4 separate regions of the Mus musculus genome follow, and all the other regions are linked to region 1. Evidence: chromatin contacts called from public promoter capture Hi-C data. All regions are on one chromosome and are shown on one strand. Each heading gives the region's core, a stretch centred on a gene start, on an enhancer-like site or on the middle of the called end of the contact. The rest is flanking DNA. Distances are from core to core; before and after follow the strand shown.

Evidence for each region. Promoter capture Hi-C pulls out the DNA fragments that hold promoters and counts their contacts. Capture Hi-C pulls out chosen DNA fragments and counts their contacts.
Region 2: a promoter capture Hi-C map of pre-B cells shows a contact between it and region 1, with 8 times the contacts expected there. The contact joins the promoter of BC065397 here to the promoter of Tbc1d8b in region 1. A contact is called at or near these places in 3 of 39 promoter capture datasets (erythroid cells, hippocampal neurons and pre-B cells), 1 of 115 datasets of contacts at active chromatin or transcription factors (large pre-B cells) and 1 of 9 other capture datasets (liver).
Region 3: a contact with region 1 is called in a promoter capture Hi-C map of the C10 cell line, with 5 times the contacts expected there. The contact joins the promoter of Fam199x here to the promoter of Tbc1d8b in region 1. A contact is called at or near these places in 2 of 39 promoter capture datasets (the C10 cell line and second pharyngeal arch cranial neural crest).
Region 4: a promoter capture Hi-C map of liver shows a contact between it and region 1, with 4 times the contacts expected there. The contact joins the promoter of Nxt2 here to the promoter of Tbc1d8b in region 1.

What each region holds. Positions count from the first base shown.
Region 1 is chrX:139,683,265-139,686,679 of GRCm38.p6, reverse strand. It overlaps Tbc1d8b (TBC1 domain family, member 8B), which reads right to left and starts at 1,684. Exons shown (of 21, transcript NM_001081499.2): 1 at 1,370-1,684. The coding sequence starts at 1,499.
Region 2 is chrX:136,741,377-136,744,791 of GRCm38.p6, reverse strand. It overlaps BC065397 (cDNA sequence BC065397), which reads right to left and starts at 1,835. Exons shown (of 10, transcript NR_033324.1): 1 at 84-1,835. It also overlaps a transcript of Morf4l2 not described here.
Region 3 is chrX:137,047,997-137,051,411 of GRCm38.p6, reverse strand. Fam199x (family with sequence similarity 199, X-linked) reads right to left here and starts at 1,818. Exons shown (of 6, transcript NM_146261.2): 1 at 1,343-1,818. The coding sequence starts at 1,539.
Region 4 is chrX:142,226,309-142,229,723 of GRCm38.p6, reverse strand. It overlaps Nxt2 (nuclear transport factor 2-like export factor 2), which reads right to left and starts at 1,547. Exons shown (of 4, transcript NM_172782.4): 1 at 1,343-1,547; 2 at 114-200. The coding sequence starts at 1,357.

The sequences.
Region 1 (3,415 bases), core at 435-2,934:
AATCTTCCTAGTCTACTTCCACCCTCCTCTCTCAACCCAGCACTTTAAAGGCAGTGACCAAAATTATAATTCTAGCACAAAGTGGTACCTTAAGATTGCATATATGAGACTTTATACCCCATCATAGGTGGAATCAAGAGTGGTAAGGCAGGAGTGGGTGATTGGTTGAAGGAGCACCCTCATAGAGGCAAAGAGGAGGGGGGCAGGGAGATATGGGATAAGGGGGTGTGGAGGGGAAACCAGGAAGGGGGATAACATTTGAAATGTAAACAAATAAAATGATCAATAAAAAAAGAATCTCAGAAGAGAAAAGCAGTTTAAACCCACCATAAAAAAAAAAGATTGCATATATGAAAGAATTTGATCAATGCCATCCAACAGGCAAGAGGTAAGGATATGATCAAAATTCAGGTGGTCAGATTTTTGCTTCTTCCCTCTACATCACCCTCCCCAAATTAAGCTGCTCCACCACTTCAAAGCCCTAATACCAAACTAAGAATTACCATGAAAAACAGCTCTTGTCTCTCCAAGGTCCAAATTTGTAAAAAGCCCCTATGGAAGACTAAGGATCTAAAAACAGCCTTCTTTGTAATCTTCAGACATGGACCAGTTTTGAATTAAGATTAACAACTGTGGGAGACTGGCTTAGAAGAGTTGAGTCTCCTTCTTGTTTAATTGGTTTGGTTTACACATCTTTGAAAGAAGGGGCAGAGCCAAACTCACTGGAGAGAAATGTACTCTTAGAAGAATACAGGGATTCCAAGGGTTGAAAACTTGGATATAGCAAAAGACGCGAAACTGAGAGGAGGTGAGTAATTCTGAGGGCTACTCCTTCACTTCCCCAGCATCAAGCAGCCCCATGCCCCGACCCAAATCTCACTTGCAGCCTCTCTCTCAAGGTGTGATTGGGGCACTTCGTTCTCCTTAGGATTCCCATGTCCTAGCAATGCCCCTCACACACTCGCACTCACTCCCTAGGGTGGTGATTATTTGTATAGGTTTTGGAAAAAAAGTTAAGTCCACACCCGCGAACCCGCTCTCCTCGCCTGTCTTAACGGGACTAGTCTAGCTAGCGCACTGCACTGCCCATCAGCCCCCTTCGCCATGGGAAGCGACCCATCAGGTACTGGAAACCCCCTTAGCTTCTCCTATCGCGGTAAGACCCAAAGAGCAACTGGGAGTCCTGTGCAAGACAGTCAGGACGCGGTGGTAGCAGAGGAAAGGTGGTGGCGGGAGCAGAATTCCCCAGTCAGTCGCCCTGGGTTTAAGATGAGGCAGCGGGCAGCGACGAGTAACTGTTTGCCTTGCCACCTATTCAGTGACAGCGGACCCAGCCCTAACGCAGGTGTAGCTGGCCACAACCTCTTACCTGTAAGTCCCCCTCCTCCTTCTTCCCCGTAGCCTCGACGCCTTTGCAGGACAAAGTACTCGTTGGATCTTTCCATCAGCCACAGCTTCAGCGCATTTTTCAACAGCACTTCCTCGGGCTTCAGCCACATCTTGAAGAACTTTGTGCCGCCTCGGGAACGGAGGCGACCTATTTGTCCTCCTCACCTCCACCCTCCCAGCCTGTCTTTACCCCTCTACTTCTCCTCCCACCAAGTCTTCCGTTGGCGGCGGCGCCTCCGGAGGTTTTCCACACTTCCCCCAACCGTGCCTTCTCTCCCACGTAGGCAGAGAGAGTGCCAACTCCCTCCCACGGAGCTACTGCCAGACTGGGAAATAGCCCCGCTTCACCTCCTCTTGGGAGTTGTAGTTTTCTATCCACTTTTCCCGTACCCGGTCTAATATAGCCCTAGACTACATTTCCCACAATGCACTGGGTTACTAGTTGGGTGGGTTGGGGGCGCCTTTGAGGCGCTCCCGCCACCAGTTAAGTGAGTTTAGCCTGTGTAAAGTTAAAGAGGGTTTTCTTTTGTCTTTTTGCTTCAAATAAGCTAACCCCGTGTATGACAGCAGTGTTCCTAGTTCTTTTATAGTGAGAGGACTAGTTTGTTGAAAACAAAGTTTCCGGCATTTTTGAGTAATGGCCCATCCAGGAAGCAGTAGCCTGCAGCAACTTCCATTTACTTTGCGCCTATTAGGTAGTAGGTGATTTCTCAGGTAATCCTCAGGGAAATCTTTCAAAGTGGATCCTCCGCTTTGCTCGCTAAGCGCTAGCAAGCGAAGTTACTTACCCACGCTCTCACAGTGGGTGAATAGACTTGTTATTCAAAAGCCTTGCCTAAATTAAATTCTGTCCATTCATACCAGAAGAATGTAAATCTCAGAAAACACTTCTTCACACACACACACTTGCGATTATCCCTTCCCCCATGCTGCCTCTGTTTATTTGACTACTGGCTGAAAAATCTCTACTCCAACTTTTTAGGTATTTCTTTTTTTTTTTTTTAACCTTAAAAAACAAACAAACACCCGAAATTCCTTGCAGGGCAGGGCAGCCTATTTTCTTGATACCTTGACAATGCTGCACAACAGCCTACGCACTAAAATGAAAGAGTTCTGCTGTGAGGAATTATTTGAGGGCTGGTTGTTGTTATTGTTGTTGTTAGGATAACTCAATCCCGACAGGAAAAGAATAGAGTGAAAGTGAAAACTGGCTTACAGAAAGAATGCAAATAAAAGGTCCTGAGAAGTTGGCAAGGTATTCAAAATAAAGATATAGGGCCATGTGGCTAAGACAATGGACTGGGACACTCAGACTAGGAGTCCTGGAGCCAGTGAACTCTGCCCCAAGGAGTGTCTCCAGGCTAAATCTTCCAAGACTTGGGCGGTTTCTGGCGAAGCAGGTATATGTCACAAGCAAGTATTTATTTTTGTGGAAGAAAAACGCAACCATCACCACCACCAACAAAGCAAAATCCCAAGGCAGAGTGTTTCCTAGCGCAAAGTCACCCTTTGAAGGTGTATTAAGGCACATCGTTTCTCCATTTCTTCACAGTAAAAGGTCAATAAATGCAGCAAATGTGGATAGCCTTTGTCTTCCTTCATTTGTACAGTTCCAGCCGCCATTGTCCGTCAGTATGCTTATGGTTCTAGTTATGGCAAAGAGCATCAGGATTGGATGGTTCCTTCTCTGTACGCTGAACCCAGCCAGGGCTACCCAGATACTCTGTCTTAAGATCAGGCCCACTTCCAGCTTGGAGCTGGAGCTGGGGATTTAGAACACTTTTGCATTTATAAACAAACACTTCACTGATTGTATAAAGAAAACAGTTTTCAAATTGAATTATGTCTATTGCGCTAAAATTTGTCTTGATCATAATGTACTTCAAGTCTTTGCAAATAATTGTTTCTCTAAAACCACATTTAAAATACCATGGCATTCTTTTCATTGTCCAATTATGAATATTCCTGTAAAATACTTAGGAATTACAAACAATCTTGAATATCGCTGCTGATATTGTCCTGGAAC
Region 2 (3,415 bases), core at 586-3,085, 2.9 Mb after region 1:
TGGATTGCCAAGCCCCACCCGGAAAGCCTTTGATTTATGAGCCGTAAAGTAGAGCCTACGAATCTCATATTCTGATAACTTACTGGGTTTTACTGATGCTTCTGATTTGTCTGAGTTGGAGAACTGCTTTAAGACAACCTTTCACTGTTGTGGCTGGAGAGACGGCTCTACCAGAGGACCCAAGTTAGGTTCCCAGCATCCATGTCAGGTGTCTCAGAACAGCCAGGAATTCCAGCTCCGGAGGACCCAGTGCCTCTGACTTCTGAACACATGTCACATACACACATGTAGATGTATGCCTAATTAAAAACAGTAAAATTTAAAAAAATTAAAAATCCTTCACCCGTGTGTACAAATACATATAATTAGTAACTAAAACCTATTTTTTTTTGGCTGATTATAGTGTAGTAGAATTTTGTTAAGAAAAAAGAAATACCTATGGGAAGGATTTAAAACAACATCTGAAATAGAGAAAATATTAAAAATTGATGGTCTGACTCGGGAGATGTAGGGGGTCTGCTGCTCAAGCATGAGGGCCTAAGTTCAGTTCCCCAGCACGTATATAAAAGCCGAACATGGGGCACCTATCTATAACCCCCGTATTTTAAGGGGGACTGTTGGTAGAAATGGGCAGATCCTGGGAGCTCACTGACAAGCCAGTATAGCCCATGTAGTAAACTCTGAGTTCAGTGAGATCCTTCCATAGAAAATAGGGTGAACCGCAACAGAGGGAAAAGACCTAAATGAAGGTGAACTTTAGCCGCGAAATGCACAGGTCACACAGGTACATCGAGAAAAAAAAAAACCCTCAAGGCGACATCATTATGCGCTGTGAAACCTAAGTGAAATGCTTTCCTACTTACTATCGACTTTAAAAGACACAACCACGTTTTTTTTTTTTTCGGAATTGTAACGAGAATAGTAGGGGAGAAAATGCCCTTTGTCTTCGAAAAACAGCTTAGTCAGGAACTCCACTACCCCCAAGGCTGTACCTGATAACCAGCCCCCAATGACATCAGTCGCTAAGATAACCAGACACGGGACAAGAATCCCATGACGCCCGCTGGACTGTGAGTATATAAGGAGGGAGATAGAAAGCATCGGTCTTTCGCTGCACACCTGGAGAGACACCTTGAGCCGCCCTTGTGGCTGGAGAGTCTCCCTAGGCGCCTGCATCGGAGACTAGGCCTGATCTTCAGGTAAGGTCCGTCACACAGGTGAGCTCCCTCAGGGGGGAACAGGCTTAAAACTGTAGTTAGGAACTAAGAGTTTTAACTGTGTGATGACTCTCACCGTGATAAAATATAACTTTTGGTATATTAAGTACCTACCTTCTCACTCCGGACAGCACAGAACCACTACATAAACCTGAGGGGCCAACACACGTACCTGATAAAAATTTCAAGAGGGGAAAAAAGTGAGCAAAAAGAATATTCTTTCATTGGTTTATTTATGTAGTGACGGGGCCTCAATATGTAATCTAAGCTGGCCTTTAATTTGCGGCCCTTCTTCCTCCCAAGCGCTGATACTGCGGCTGCGCCACAGCTCACGAAGGGTTTTAGCATCAGAATTTAGGCCCATTTATCAATCCTGAGAAAAAACAAAAGATGTGCCAGAACAGGTGACTTTTTTTTTTTTTTTTTTTTTTGCTTAAGGAAATTAACCAGAATTTTCGGATATATAATTCCTTGCCTAGTACTGTTACTTCACAGAACTTGATCTTATTCATCTTTAGGAATTTAAGATATATATATGAGTCAGCCAGAGATTAGGGAGCCCATAAAATAAGAAGTGGGTGGAGCAAAAAAATCAATCTCACAATCCCTGGGAACCAAGCAGTAACTCCTTTGGCTGGGATTTGGTGACATCTAGCGGCAGATTCAAGAGGTTTACTGCTCAGCCAGTGAACTTTCTGGAAAATTGGCCGAATGTGTATTTGATCACTCCGCTTGGAGATTAGGAAAAAAGGTAGGTGAGGCTCACCACCCACAGGAAACTGGAGTTGTCTCTATCACTGGGGAATTTAGTTGCCTATGTTTTCATTAAAATTTTGTGTGCCAATTTAGCGATAAACCTGGTGAGGGGGCATAAGGGAGATTCGCAGTAAATTTGGTGAAGGGCAAAGGGGAGGCCTTGGGGACAGAGAGGAGGGGGTGTACAACTGGAAACTTGAAAGAAACGCCCTTTTACGTTACTAATATAGTTCTGAATCTTAACCATGGAAGAAGTTTATTTTGGTGGACTATAATGTGGGAATAATGATCATCTCTAGGGTCTAAAATTAAATCGGACTGGGTGGAGTGGCGCATGCTTTTAATCCCAGCGCTCGAAGGCCGTGAAGGGACAGGTGGATCTCCGAGTTCCAGGCCAGCCAGGGCTACCTAGTTACAACAGGCCTCAAAAACAAACAAAAAAACGAAAAAAGGCAAAGAAAAGAAAGGAATTTGATTAAATCGGCAGGCCTTTTCTTACAGAAGCCCTTTCCTTTAGATACTAGCACTGTCCTAGTTATTCTCAGTTTTATTAATGCAGTTTGCAAACATAAAAAAGGCAGAAAAATCCACCAAAATGAGGGACCTCGCCTACGCTCACGCGCGCGCGCGCACACACACACACACACACACACACACACACACTCACACACGGCCCCTCCCGTCCCCACCAGGGCAGCACGCCTGCGCACACCCATCATCGCCAGCGCCACGAGGGCGGCTGTGCGCCCACACCCACACTCCACAGCCACGCGAGCCTGCCTGCGCCCGCGTGCGCGCAGACACCCCGTTTCTCCAAAGCATCCAGGCATCCGCCCAGTGGCACTCACCACCCTCACACGCCTCACACCTCAAAACCTTCACCATTCCTTTGCCTTTGGTTTTTTTGGGGGGGCGTTGGTGTTTTTTTTTCCTCTCTCCCCAGGTCCGCGAGTTGCGCAACAGGCTCGGGGGCGTGGCCCCGGGTCTGCCCTCGCTCTTCCCACTCGCGGGAACCTTAGCTCATTTCCGCCTAGCCTGTTTCCGCCAGCCACGTCGGCACTTCCTTTCCCAGCGGGGCGGGGGCGGGGGAGGGGAGCGGACCCACAAACCCATAATGCCTCCCTGCAGGAGAGAAGGCGAGCGCGAGGGGGGGAAAAAAAAAACCCACGGTCAGGGGAACTCTGGGTCGTGAAGACGGGCCACGTGAACGCGCTGCCCTATAGACTTCTGACCCAACGGCTGGAGCGCACTTGGAGGGCGGGCTAAGATCCTAAAAGAACCATCGCCATTGGCGGGAGCCCTCACTGAAGAAGGATGCTAATTGGTTTGCAGTCGGCCCTAAGCATGAAGAAGCAGGTTGCTAGCACCCGCCTTTACTGCGGCTGAGTGTCACTGCTGACGTGGGGGCGGCTGTCCAATCATCTGGGTATGGAACATTCTAA
Region 3 (3,415 bases), core at 569-3,068, 2.6 Mb after region 1:
ATCCATATTCTACCTCTGTGTGTGTGTGTGTGTGTGTGTGTGTGTGTGCGTGTGCGTGCGTGTATAAGAGGTTAGAAATGTGGCACCATGGTTAAGAGCATATGATGTCTTGCAGTTGACCCAAATTCTGTTCCCAGCATCACATTCAGCCTGTTCCCCGCCACCTGTAACTCAAGTTCTGCTGTCTTTGGCCTCCATACACACCTGCAGTCTCATGCCCATGCCCACTCTTGATTTGCACACAATTGAAAGTAAATTATTTTTAAAAGTTGAGCCTATATTGAAAAGCCCTGTCGCATCACCAATGTTAGGTATAACATTTAAATGCTTGCATGAGAGAATTCTCCAAAACACTGCCTTCTGATAAAATAATTTACATGAACACCTTTAAGAAATTATTTGTATAAATCAGCCCACCCTAAACTTGCTCTACTTCCCTCATCAGGGATGCAAGGCGGGTGGTATGCTATAGGACTCTTCCAGAGTTTACCTTTGGGGATACCCAACAGAAGTAAGGCAATGGAAGTAAGGAAGTAAGGAAGGGGGAAATGACTAGTTTATAGGGCAAGCATATAGCTCAGTTGGTAGAAAGCTTATCTAGCACGCATGAGGTTCAGGTTTCAAGCCATAGTACTGAAAAAAATATAAATTTGAACTGATTAAAACACACTAAGCTTAGTTGGACATCACAAATGTCTGTAATCCCAGCACTTGGGAGGCAGGTTTGAGGACCAGGAGTCCAAGGTCATCTTCCAGGCATAAGCAGTTTTGCTGATGGTCTAACCTATGAGAAATACTGGTCTCAAAGCAACAATGGGGAAAAAAAAAGACTAATTTCCCGGTACAATTTGGTTTAGGGTGAGGTTAAAATTGAGAAAGAGGAGGCTCGAGCTTGAAAGGTGCTTTCATAAGATCCACTGATCGATTTGGCTCTCTCAAATTTACTCTGTAGTGTACCGGAAACGAAAGGGGTTAAACTTTTGCAGATGAATCTAAAAATCAAGAGTTGGGGTTTAGGAGTCTCTGCGTATGGATGGGGGCGGGGGTCACGAAGAGGTAAAAGGGGAAGATCTGGATGGGAAGAATTACTAGAGTGCAAAAAGGAAAGGGGGAGAAGAAAGAAGGTGCAGGGAAGCTGGTCTTCAGAAAAATCAGGGGGCAGTGGGTGAAAACAGGGAGGAGCTGGGAAGAGCCTTGGTCAAAGGAAGATGGGGGAGGGGGCAGCCCGCAGCTCAGGCTTGCACGAGGGACCAGGAGGAACCCTGCAGGAGTGCAACCTGGCGTCCTCTTGCCCCGCCTGGCAGTGGGAAGTCCACCCCTGTTCTGGGAAGAGCTCCTTTACCTGTTGGTGTGAAACCGGTGGAGCGGATCCGTGCGATGGCAGGAGGAGAGCTGGCAGCCGAAGTCGCTGATGTCCAGGCAGCCAGGTTCCTCGCTGGGGCAGGTGCCCACCCCGCGAGGAGCTCCTAGGAAAGGGAAGGGCTCCTCTGGGGTTAAAAACTTCTCATAGGAAGTGGTGGCCGACGCCTCGTCGGACATGGTGGGAGATGGGCCGGCTTGGTCTCACTGGCTGCAGATGGGCTACTCTGGCACTCGCCCCTTCCCCCACGCTAACCTGGCCGCGGTGGCCTCCGCCCCCGAGTGTGCCCACCGCAGCCGCCCGAGGAGGGGAGGGCTCTGCACAAAGGTTGCTGCGAGGCCGCAGCAGCCCACCGGCCACACAGTCCGCTCCTCTGAAACCTCAGAAGCCGCCGCCACCGCCGCCAAGCCCGACGAGTCACTGCGGCGCCGCCGCCCGGCCCGGCCGCCCCGCCCACTGCGCTCGCTGCTCGCTGCCCGCTGCGGCTTCGGTCCGCCCCGTGGCCGCTGCCAGCTCCTGGGCTACCCGGAGCCGCTGCCCTTGCCCCCTGCCGGAGTGGAGGAGGAACTGAATGTCAGTGTCTTAAGCCCAGGGCGACCCAACCGGCCCGGTGCTCTACGCGGTCCCCAATTCTGGGATGCTTGAAGGGCCCACATCTCAGCCAAGCCCGCCCCCCTCGCCCCTCCTCCTCCTCCTCCTCTTTCTCCTCGTGCTTCCCACTCGCACTCCACGGCCAAACAGCAACAGTAGCCCTTAGGACTAGGGACTTAGCCAAGGTCATACTGAGGGAATATATGAAAAACGAGTCCCAGGTGCCCTTGAACACGTGGGACCACCCTGTCTCGATTCTACTTGTACTGGGCTCCTGCAGTAGGTGTGCCCAGCCAAAGCAATGAGCTGTAAGAGAAATGGACCATAGAGTGAGGAAGGAGAAAAAAAATGCCGCCTCACTTGTAAGTGGCCTCGCTTCAAAAACCCTGATAAAGCGGCTAGGCTGCTCAGAGATGCTGGGACTGTAATGTTCTTTTGTGTTCTGAGCTTTCTTTCCCTCGTAGTGTTTGGAATGTCCTGCCATTCTCCTCTGCTAATCCTTAAATCCCCAGCTCAAGCGCTAGCTTCTTGGTGAAGCCTTCCCTATCTCCCAAAGGAGACTTAGGCACTACCGCTGTTAGGTCCTGCAACCCTGCTTCCGTCGATATTATGGAGCTTAACTTGTTTGACTTAAATCAACTTACGAGGTATCACATGGTGCTCTTTGCTCCTGGCACTTCACTTCTGTGTTCTAGACAAGCGATTTTAAATCTTGGAGGCCTGGTTTTGTTTTAATATTCAGCTTTTTTAAAAGCCTGGGAAAAATCTCTGGAATAATTCTGATTGATCTTGAGTGAAGGATCCCAAATTCCTTATATAAAATATATAAATATATAACTTACATATAACCTACACACATTCTTCAAAATACTTTAAATCATCTCTAGGGTGCATAAATGCTATGAAAAGTTATGGTAATTTGTTTGAAGAATAACAAAAATCTGCATTTTAAAATACATGGGTATGATGGGACTTGAACCTAGGCCCTTGGGCATGCCTGTAGGACTGTTCAACCACATAGCTACACACTCAGCCCTTTCTCTCATGAGGATTTCCCCCACTCCCACCAACATGATTTTGTCTAAGGATGTGGATTCTAGAGATAGAGATAGCCACCTCTCCATTGTAGATGCAGGTATTTAGATACCTACCAGATGTGGCTCTTTTATTTAGATTGTTTTTTTTTTAAAGTATTGCACTGAGAACGTGGCTTTCAAAGTTATCATTCCTTAAGATGTAATTGGGTTGACCAATTAAAGCACTATACAAATGATGTTTTGCATCATAGTCCCCAGTGTACAAATCCACAGAAGTCTATCTGGGATTAGTGAGGTTAAATGAGCCATAGCTTATACAAAGGAAGGTGTGATGGTGTGAATATATTTGGCCCAGAGAGTGGCACTATTTGGAGCTGTGGCCTTGTTAGAGCAAGTGTGGCCTTCCTGGAGTAGGTGTGTCACTGTG
Region 4 (3,415 bases), core at 298-2,797, 2.5 Mb before region 1:
AAATGAAAGCAACTCTTCAAGAACTTGTGCACCATAATTACATATGCAGGTCAGATAAATGGTATTTTAAAAATAAAATTTAAACAAAGAACAATAGAGACTATAAAACTCACATGTCGTCTTTTGTCCATTGTCTCATAGTAAATATTGACAAATTCCTCGGCAGCTCTACATGCCTGATCCACATAAGTTTTAAAATTCTACGAGAAAATATTCACAAATGTAGATTATAATTCCACCAATCCCCCCTCAAGCACAAAATACACAAAAGAAGTTGTCAATTTATGCTCATCATTCTAAAGCTGCATTTGAATTCCACTCCTATGACATAAATTTGAGTATTAAGATTAAGGCACAAATTTCTGCTTGAAAATCTGCTGCTAGTTTTAGGTGTATGTCTTTAAAACACATTCATCTCCCATCTTTTCATTCGTCACATATGAATCTTGGTTCTTTGCTTGGCATGTATCTGTAACTCGGAGATGTGCAGAGGCAGGGACCCTAGGTGTGAAGTGTGGGCAATTATTGAGTAGGCTAGCAAAGCGCTTCATTTCAAGCGCTTATGACCAAGCTCAAAAGCTACTGCGATTAAAAAACAAACAAACAAACAAAAAAACCAAAAAAAAAAAAAACCTGTCAAAATAGAAGTGAACGTCTAAGCAGCCTCACGGAGACATTTTTCTTACGTTATATAACCACTCACTCGTGTCTGGAAGTGAATTGCAGAACCTAAGAAATGAAACCCCTCAGATCCATTCTCACCAGAGTATCCCTGATGAAGTAACCCTTTTGTGGAGGCAGTTCTAGTCTTTGAAATAAATAAAAACAATCGCCACCCTTTTTCAGGGATCCGGAGCTTTTGCTTGCTCTATCTATCTATCTATCTATCTATCTATCTATCTATCTATCTATCTATCTATCTATCTATCTATCTATCATCTATCTATCTATCTTTAAGCGCCAACGGAAAGAGGGCCACCTAAAGCCACCGGCCACAGAGCTGCATCCTCACACAGGCTGCTGGACTCCCACCAGCCGCTCCATCTCCGGAGCAGGGGGCGGGCGGAGGGCGCGAGCTCCGCCCCAGGGGCTGGCGGGCTGGAGCCTGATTCGCCACTCGCTCATGCTCGCGCCTCCTCCCTTCTCCCTCCCCTCCCCTCCCCCCTCCCCTCCCCTCCCCTCCCTTCCCCTCTCCCTCCCCTCCCCTCGGCTGCCCTCCCCTCCGCTGCCCTCCCCTCGGCTGCCCTCCCCTCCGCTGCCCTCCCCTCCCCTCCGCTGCCCGAGCCCTAGCTTGCTTGCTCCTCGGCCAAGCCGCGGGCGCCAGGAGGTGTCACGCACTCACCACTGCCAAGGCCATCAGGGGGCTGGAAATGGTCTGCTCCAGAGCTGGCCCCGGAGATGTCCGCACTTCCGCGCTCGTCTGGGTCCTTTGGCTGTGGAAGGATGAGATGTTTAGCAACAAAACGAACCTCGCCAATGGCACAGATTTCTCAACCCGCCCATTGTCCCCCGGAAGTAGCTCAGTCCGGTGTTAAAATCACCCCGATGTTCCAACTTTAAGCAGCGTTTCCCTTCAGTTCCGAGTGATCCCGCCCATCCGTTTTAAATTACTTGCAAACTGTTTATTTACCATAAGAGAAACAGATAAACGAAAAAACTAACCAACCTACACCATCCCCCCAAAACCCCAACAAAACAGAAGGGGAGGACCTTGCTTTTGTAAGCTTAATATGGAAAACAAATACATCTCAAGTTCCCAGCTACCTGTCCTGGCACAAGTTAATATTAAATATTCAATTTTGGGTGGGAACCTCTTCACACGAGGAGGCGGGGCCAAAATTTGAAGGCCAACGAGAAACGGGGGGGGGGGGAATCTATGTCCGTAGCCAATAGGAAAAGGGGGCAGAACTTATGGAAAGTAACACCAACCGCCAACTGCACGAGGGCTGAAAAATTTTAAAGTACAGGGGGTGCTGAAAACTGTTTAAAGTACGGCCAGTGGGGTTTAAAAACTGTTTAAAGTTCTAAAATGTTCTCCATTTTGAGCCTTGGCCACTAAGCTTCGCTGGGCTGCCTACAATTTCTCACGGTTTAATATACAAGCATTTCACGGATTCTCGCCACTCTGGGGGGATTATATAACAAGGACTACCCCCCTAAACCCTACGGTGTGTGTTTCCACAGCGTATTCAAGAACAGCAGGACAAGAAACAGTTTAGTAGTGATCACAAGCACGTTTCTAAACATTTTTACTCATACTCAATTATTTATGACAACTATAAGTTAAATATTATTTTCTTATCAGTCTATTTAAAAAAGTGATTAACCAGCGACTACCTAGGATTTAAGTACAAGTAATGTTTCACTACTCCACTGCCATTTTTTGTTTGTTTTTGTTTTTTGGTTTTTGTTTTGTTTTGTTTTGTTTTTTGTTTTTGTTTTTTTTCGAGACAGTGTTTCTCTGTATAGCCCTGGCTGTCCTGGAACTCACTCTGTAGACCAGGCTGGCCTCGAAGTCAGAAATCTGCCTGCCTCTGCCTCCTGAGTGCTGGGATTAAAGGCGTGCGCCACGACTGCCCGGCTCCCACGACCGCCCGGTTCCCACTGCCATTTTTTTTTTATTACGTATTTTCCTCAATTACATTTCCAATGCTATCCCAAAAGTCCCCCACTTCCCTACCCACCCATTCCCATTTTTAAATATCACTGCCATTTTTTAAAAAAACCAATGATTTCAAAGCGGCTACCGCCGGACTTCTAATTTTTGAATCAAAATATTTCTATAAACTTACTATTTGTAGTTGATTTGTGGCTCCACCCAGGAACTGCCCGAGTTTCCAAAATGTTGGTCCCCATTGGACCAGTTACTTCGAAATTTTTTCATATCTTTATCCTCCGTCAGCTCTCACTATCCCACTAACGGTTACCGCTCACTTCTCCAAAGCTGAGCAACTGAACGTCACTGCGCGTGCGCCTTAGTTACTTCACTTTTTTTTTTTTTTTTTTTTTTTTTTTTTTGTCGGCGATGATGCTCACTTCCTGTATTCTTTTTTTTTTTTTTTTCGGGACAGGGTTTCTCTGTATAGCCCTGGCTGACCTGGAACCCACTCTGTAGACCAGGCTGGCCTAGAAGTCAGAAATCCGCCTGCCTCTGCCTCCCGAGTGCTGGGATTAAAGGCATGTGCCACCAAGCCCGGCTTACTTCCTGTATTCTTATAATTCTTATAACTTCCGGCGCGGCTGCTCCCACAAGATGCCCCACTGTTCTTTATATGCTAATGAATCACAAGTCTGTATCTTCAGTTCTAGCTTTTTTATGGAGATGAATTATACATACTGAATTTGACTAATAGTGAAAATGAGAATGGTCTGCATGTTTCTCGGGTTTCTCAGAAACTCAAGTCCAAAATTTAAA